Linked DNA regions of Zea mays: region 2 is linked to region 1. The links are chromatin contacts, called in public Hi-C maps. All regions are on one chromosome and are shown on one strand. Each heading gives the region's core, a stretch centred on a gene start, on an enhancer-like site or on the middle of the called end of the contact. The rest is flanking DNA. Distances are from core to core; before and after follow the strand shown.

Region 1 (3,871 bases), core at 859-3,358:
GCTATGAACCTAGATATACGCTATTTCTAGATATTAGAAAAGCCAAAATGGCCTATAATTTGGAATTGAGAGAGAAATAACAAATCATAATTGTAAGAAGACTTCAAATAAGTCATTAAGGCATTTTTCATACTACTCCCTCTGTTTATCCTTTGACACTTTTTCATTCATTTGAGTATTTGTATTTTCTGTAAATATTTGCACAAACAGACAAACATGCAAGGCTAGTAGTTTGATAATAGATCTAGCTTTTCACTTTACTGAGCTATGTAATTAAACAATATTGCTGGCCAAAGTTTGGGTAAAAAGTCAATGGTATCATATATCTACAAATGGAGGGAGTACAGTTTTCCAAAGCTTTGTAATGTACCTTAGAAAAAAGAAAAGTTCAATTTAATAAGACTATGCAGCTAGAACACATTTCCTTTGGGACAACAAAGGTTGAATTTAAGGCCTCAAGTGTAATGTGAGTGTGTTTAGTCCCAACATTAAAAACAAAAATGAATATGGGATAGTGATGTATCACTTAGGGGTGAACGCAGTATGGGAGAATACTGTATCAACTGATATCATTATCAGTTTATGATTCCATTTCTGGTTCTATCAAAACATGGAAGCTGTCAGTTTTGTGATTTTAGTACAACTGTTTTTCAGTTTTTTATTAAAAAAAGGGAAAGTCTTGTACCAACCGCTTTCAAAATCCATATTATAATGTACCATTTCTGATCATTTTCATCCCTAGTGATAATGCTATTATGTTCATGTAGATGGATTTTTCTATTAATAGTTACATTGGCAATGCGAGGAAAAAGCAGCATGTGTGGTCCTACTACTTTGCCAAAAATTGAGACGGGCAAGTGTAAAGCTGGTATAGAATATTATGTATTTGTATATTACTTTTTCTAATTCCACATAACATACTTTCCAGAATTGATTTTAGAAATAATGTGACTATGCTCAAGAACCATGGATACAAGATAACCTAGCAGTAGCATGTAAAATTCTCATTATAGGAGCAGTTCAACCATAATTATTCTTTTCGTTTTGTGTTAGTATATATCAAAGCTAAAATGTACATCAAGAGCTAACTATGACATTTGATGAAATGTACTTCAAGAGGTAACTATGACATATGACAGAACATCCACCTCTACAAACAGTAGAGGCATTGGATGACAACTACACTACATTATCCTTAAGAACAATTGACAACTGATTCATACTGATAGATGCTATCATATCATGGAATACCAAGGCATTATTTCATACCACACTGTCAATGGAAACACCAAGAACCTCAGTGTTCAACTTCTCAAATTCCTCGTATCTGTCACTAAACGCAGTAATCTCTGCAAGCATCATGTGTTCGTTCATCAGACCACTACAAATGAATCTTCTTGATACTAATGCAAGTGTTTTATCCTCACCGGTCGGGCAGACGAAGGTGAAATCCAAGGGGTAGAAGAACAGAATGACGTACTTCTTCCCAATGTAATCAGAGAGCTTCACCTGCAAAAGCACACAGAACAATGTCATCGCCGGTAACATAAACGGGTATTATGAGCAATTTGAGCGCATGAAACATTTTAGATTTCTGCTTCCACAGCATAAACCAAGCGAGATTGCGCGCGCGCGCGCGAGAGAGAGAGAGAGAGAGAGAGAGAGAGAGGTCCACTTACGTTGATGAACTCCTGGTCGAACACAGCCTCGGCTTCGAAGTCTGGCGCCTTGTTCCCGACCAGCGGCAAGTCATCCTTACGGAGCACAGGCACAAGGGGGCGAGCCGTGAGTGCGCAAACTAGGAGGGGGTGAGAAGCAATCCCGTAGTACGTTAAGGCGAGTCAAGACGCGAGGAGAACTTACGACTACGCTGGCGCGGGCAACGAGTCTGGTAGCCCGCGCGGACCTTGAGGCGGCGAGGCGGAGCGGCCTGGCAGTGGTGGCGACCGCGGAGCGAGCGATGCAGACGGACTGCGTGGCAGCAGCGAGGGGTCTGGCGGCCGGGGTAGGGGCGGAAGAGACGGTGATGGCGGCGGAGAAGGAGCAGGCCATGGCCGCCCGGAGTGGATGAGGAGGGGATGGGGTGGATTGGGGTTTGGGGTTAGTTTGCGAATTTGCGATGGGTTTCCGAGGGCTGGGGCTGAGCGGCTGGCTGGCTCTAGCTTGTGGGTCTAAGAAACTTTTCTGAAAAGATGACTACGAGGAGAAGTTGGATGTAGAGAAAAATTATAGTAAAAAACTGAATGCTTGATAATATAGTTGTAGTGAGAAACTGGTAGTTAGAATCTAAATATTTGAATAGGCAGAAGATGGCTGATTAGATTCTATTGATGAAACAATAAAACAACGTACATTAAACTAACTTGCTAGCAATTAGAAATGTGTCAATAGGTTCTCCATTACAACAATGCTCATAACATGTGGATATCATGAAACTAACACTGTATTAATAGAATCTCTAAATGCACTCGTGTCTAACTTATTTGCAGGTCTGCTACTACTCTCTCCTACTCCTACCTCATGAACATGCATATCGGTGTCCACATTATCGAAGTCTCAATCATGAATCACATTTCCCTAATAAAGTTGTGGAGCGCCATACATGCTATAATTATCTTCGATTGCTCCTCCAATAAAAATGAAGGCAGACTCAGGAAGATTCATTTATCACCGGATTTAAGTCGAGCCCGTGACAGTCTGCAACACAGGATGGGCCACAAAAAGCGGTCCGAAGGAGCAGAAGGACGTGTCCCCGCGCGGGAGCGTTCCGAGATAAGCATCCACAAATTGTGTGATGATAAGTTAGCTTAAGAGTAGGAAGATAGAGCTCATCTGTTAAATATGTATATGTAAACACTTACTAGGGTAATCGTAAATATTGACAGGTTGCGACCGAAAGCTTTGGCACATTGCCACCCCTGTTTCAGGGTTCTCCACGGGTAAGTGCCACGACACCCTGATCGTGACTTGTAATCAGGCGGTGTTGTTCTTATTCGTTACATCTTGGTGCTTTCTCGTACTGAAGTGTTTTTATGGCGAGATGCACTAGTTATCGCAATATCAATGAGAATGCATCGGGGGGATCGTTATGTACGCATATTAGTTGTCGATTGTGAGCACTTTGCCGCCTTCGCGTGAGGTCCCCGAGCGCGAGTGCAGTGTCTGATAAGGCTGAAGTGCCCGATCTTTCGGTGAGTGGAGATAATTTCGAGCTGGCGGAATATGACCCTCACGATCCGACTAAACACTCGGCGTTAACTCAGCTGATGAAGCAATTAAACTCCGGATAAGCAGGACTACATGCCACGATAAAGGAAGAGATATGTAGAGTAGATAGTGGTCACACCTTGTAAAAGGATAACCCTCTGGTCATATATAAGGCCAAAGGGGGACCCCTACAAAAATCATCTCATCTCATCACATCACACACTAGCCCTCATCCGCGATCTCTGAGCACCATCGCAGCTGATTTGTAATCCATATACTCTAGAGCAATTCCAATACCCAGCCTCAACAAGAAGTGGGGTGTTACGCATTCAAGTGGCCCGAACCTGTATAAGTCCCTGTGCAAATCCGAAGTGCTCCTACACGTACCATAGAGTTGTAGTCAACGATATCGTCCTACTTGAAAGCATCATGTGTGTAACCCCGTGCTGCGCGGTTGGGTCACAAACACTGAAGCTGGCGAGCCAGGTAGGGGCTATGATGTTGATCTATGACGACTCCATGGCTATTGTCTTCAACATCCCGGTCACCTTCAATGTTGCGGAGATCTTCTTCTTTGGATCCCTCTCATGCATTGTAGATCAGGAAGGCACCCTGCACCACATTGCGGACTCATTCAGGAAAAGATCTTTTCTGATGGTGCCAA
Region 2 (4,249 bases), core at 351-2,850, 490 kb before region 1:
CCGTCGGTGGCGGCGCGCGGTCTGCTTGACGCGGACCAGATCTCCGATGAACAGGAGCAAGGAGGGCAGGCGAGCGGGCGAACAGTTTCAAAATGCTAGGGTTTTGCGGCGCACAGAAAGGTAAGAGAGCCTGAGCCGCGCCGCCTCCCTTTTATACACAAGGCACGACGCTTCGGGAAGCCCACAGTCCAACAGTACCACGTCCGTCAACGGTCACATCAAAAACCCCCGTGGAACCACTTCGAGCGAGGGCAGCATCTCCACCATCTAGCGACATCTTCGGCACCAGATGACTTAGTCGAACTGGTCCCTCGGAGGGCAAATGTTGGGGCGAAGGCAAAGACGCTACCCTTCGCTCTAGGCCTTCGTCAACTCGCTGCACCAACGGAGGCAAGATGACCGGAGCGGCCCACCCTTCATCCTCTTCACTGCAAGACGAAGGCCCACGACGAAGTCTCTCCACCCCCACGTCCTCACCCGACCTGGAGGCCCACGTGGGATTCGGCCCATTGTAACAGGTCCCGCACGGACAAGCGTGTTACGGGCCTGATTTATAATAGCTTTGCTGTAATGACAGTCTGTAACCCTCCCTTATGGGAATATTCTGGGGATAATCCAGGTGCCTGAGGGCATAAACGTCCTTACATCGGGACGTTGAGCGCTCGGGCACCTATAAATACCCCCGTACAGTGCCCTTGAGAGGCTGGATTAACAGAGCAATCGTCATCTCGAGTTAAACCTTACTTGCATCCTTTCCACTCCCCCGTTGGATCAACTTGCCCAGGAGAGCAAGTTCCAACAATGGACAAGTCATAGTTGTAGGGCTTGGTGTTAAACTGTTAATTGGACTGCTTTGTGTTGTGGTCTCGTGAGCAATGGGCTGACGATGTGGGCGACTAGGTCATGTCCATGTGTTTGCGTCTAGGATGATAACTTGGCTCGCCTGTCCCACAATTTGGACCAAGCTTGTCATTAGTAAACCAAATTAGAGTGTTGGCTTACCTCGTTAAAAAATACAAACGAGCCAAGACACTAGTGAGCCGATCTGAGAAAGTTAACGAGTTTCAAGTTTTTCAAGCCCTAGATGTCATGAAAGCCTAAACTACTTTAAGAGCAACTCTAAGAGGATCTCTATATTTTTGCTAATTGATATAAATAGATTTTTTGTAAAAAATAACATCTAACAACTTATTTAAATGGTTATCCAAATATAGCCATCTTTTATTTTGTGTTTCTCGGTAGCCAAAGATAGCAGAATTTAGAAAGACTTTTGGAGATGCTAAATCTAATAGTTTTATTAGTTTAGGGCTAGTTTGGGAGCACCATTTTTCTAAGAGATTTTTATTTTCCCAAAAAAATTAGTTTATTTTCTCTTGAGAAAATATAAATCCATTAGAAAAATGGAGTTTCTAAACTAGCTCTAAAATGGTTTATAAAAATACAATTTTTTAACCAAAAGATAATGTGGACCATGCAATAGTTAGAATGAGGTTATATGCAGATGGATTTTCACCCAAAATTCCACCAGCGAAGCCGACAGCCCATGAGCCAGGACTACAGGCCCATTTCATTCCGCCGCCAACTTCAAGGCCGTTGCGTTTGCGTTCATCAACCGCGTCTGGCGACTCTTGCGTTCACGGTTCACCCGAACCACACCCGTTCCTTTCCTTTCTCCTCCCTCCCTACTCACACCCCTGAACCCTTTCACTTCGTGGCGCCGACTGCGCAACCGGCACCAACCTTCGCCAGGTTTTCGTGGGCTCTTTCACCGATACAACCATCCTCCAGGTACGTCAGCTACTTCCTTTTCTAATCTTCCTGCTGTGCGAAATCGAGCACCCCTAACCCTCCCAAAATCCTAATGCAGGCTACTTATATTCGGATCTAACCCAAAGTTGCTGTTTTTTCCATATATGAAAAGAAGAACGCAAGGGATGCTCGATTGACTCTAGTTACTTAGCAGAACCAAAAGTGGAAGGCCATCAAAGATACGAGGCTATTTTCTCTCCATGTCTCGGTCACCCCACCTCCCACCCCGCTGCCCACCGCTGGGTCCTCAGATCACTCGAAGGGATGACGGCATGTTCACGCAAAGCTGCAGGTTTCCATCTGGGGATACGTTCATTGGTGAACCACCGTGCTGGCTGGATGATCTCCTTGAAGATTCTGGGAAAGCTCCCAAGCTCCCTCCTCTCAGAAGGGCCTGCAGCGATTCTGATGCCATCTTAGATGCGCTGTCGACATTCCAGAGCCCAATTTATCCAATCGAGGAATGTGATCTAAACTCAGGTGGTGAAGCTGAGGACTTGTTGGGTGGAGTCGAAGGTGATGAAAGTGGTTCTGTGGTCGAGGCTAGCTGTTTCTATGGTCCGAATTCGCCAAGACAGAAGAGTAGGCTTACAACTTCAGAGAGTTCCATGGTAAATGCTGTGCTTGAGAATGTCCCCGGCAACCCCTTGCAGTACCTGACCATCGATGCCTGCAGTGATGTGAATGGTAATGTGGCCAATGTAACTGCTGATGCCTGTGATGCTTTTGGCCATCCTGATCAAGACAAGTCATTTAAAAGGTAAACTTAAATTTGTCAGTGAAATATCTGAAGTACTTTCTTCAAATGTTCTCTGGTTCAGAAAGTAGTGGATTCTGCCAATCGATAGCACTGTTGCTCGTTACTAAACTGGAATTCTTAGTGAAAATGCTAGAAATGTATGAATTAAAGGGCAGATGTGAACTTTGGCTCTTGCCGACAGAAAAGGAACATGAGACTCTACATCTTTGCAGAAATTAAATTAACTAATCGTGCTTCTAATTTGTGTAACACTGATAATTTTGACTTATGCCACGACCAGTACCAATGCCAGGTAGAATTTATTGTCATATGATTGCGGCAGCATAAGTAGTCGAAATCATGTGGATATGTGTGGTGTGTTTAAAAGTTAGTTCGTAAACCCTCAATGCTTGAATATTGTAAAAGCAACAACTTCCTTGAGTTTTGTAATACTACTCACCAGATTTTTGAACAGTCAAACTGTCAAAGTTTATGTTATGTGTCAATCAGAATTCTTGTTTTTCCAAGGTGCATACATTACATAGACTCTGTACAATCAAATTGGAGCCTGGACATCATTATACCAGATAACCAAAAAGATATTTACTAGTCCCTCCATTCCAAATCATAAGTCGTTCTAGCTTTTCTGGGTACATAGATTTTGTTATGCATCTGGATATACACTTCTGTCTAGATACATAACTTTTACTATGTATCTAAAAAAGCTAGAACGACTTATAATTCAGGATGGAGGGAGTATGTTCCTCAAACTACAGGAGAGTTGTATGTCATTTCATTAAGAGGAAAAGGAGTACAAGAGTGAGGCGAGAACAACTCCACCCAAATCCACACCAAACAAACAATGTTAACTACAAAGGCATGTGTCATTGAAAATAGGTTCTGTTCATTCGACCTTAGGAGCAGGCCTGGATGTCAGAGGCACCTGCCTTGCACCAAGAACTGCATTCATCAGCAACCTTCTGTAGAAGGCTCTGAATATTTGGAGAAAGGCCCTCAAACACACAAGCATTCCTAAGTTTCCATAGTTCCTAGGCCACCAGAATAATAAGTGAATACAGCCCCTTGTGCATCTCCTTAGGTGTATTTCTGATGGTGTTCCCCCACCATCTGAAGAAACTTGTTGCATCGATTGGAGGTGCCGAAGCCGTCATGGAAAGTTTCTGGAAGACCAAAAGTCCAAACTTGCCAGGTAAACACAGGATATTAGGATGTACGTGCCGGATAGTCTCAGCCTGATCATAGAGAGCGCAAGCTGGCTGGTCGGGTAGCCCATGCTTGGCGATGTGATCAACCGTCCACCACTGGTTATTTAGTTGAATACTTAAATTAGAGGCACTAAGTCTGTTAAATAAATTAGCGGTAGCTTTCAATGCTAAGCAATTAGGCTGATATTCAAGTATGACCATCCTGATGTTTACTGCTCTATTCAGAAATTCATGACTAAGTCTTCAATTTCTGGGTTTAATGTTACCAAGTCAATATATTATCTTTACATTCACACCACACACATTTCTAATGTTGTGAGTTCTTGTGTCAGGGCCTAAGGAGGCCCATGGAGGGGCTGCGTCAGCAGCAGTCATGGGCCCTCCAAGAGGGATTAGATAAGGATAGTTAGAGATAAGATTAGAAGATTAGTTGAGATTATTTAGAAGATTAGTTGAGATTATCTAGGAAGATTAT

The links. Hi-C and Micro-C count contacts between places; a contact is called where the count stands out from the background.
Region 2: a contact with region 1 is called in a Hi-C map of ear, with 4 times the contacts expected there. The contact joins the promoter of LOC100280215 here to the promoter of LOC100282595 in region 1. A contact is called at or near these places in 2 of 25 Hi-C or Micro-C datasets (ear and tassel).

What each region holds. Positions count from the first base shown.
Region 1 is chr4:114,747,134-114,751,004 of Zm-B73-REFERENCE-NAM-5.0, reverse strand. LOC100282595 (2-cys peroxiredoxin BAS1) reads right to left here and starts at 2,108. Exons shown (of 7, transcript NM_001155503.1): 1 at 1,864-2,108; 2 at 1,680-1,754; 3 at 1,428-1,509; 4 at 1,270-1,349. The coding sequence starts at 2,052.
Region 2 is chr4:115,235,928-115,240,176 of Zm-B73-REFERENCE-NAM-5.0, reverse strand. LOC100280215 (putative bZIP transcription factor superfamily protein) reads left to right here and starts at 1,600. Exons shown (of 5, transcript NM_001153146.2): 1 at 1,600-1,788; 2 at 1,868-2,569. The coding sequence starts at 2,010.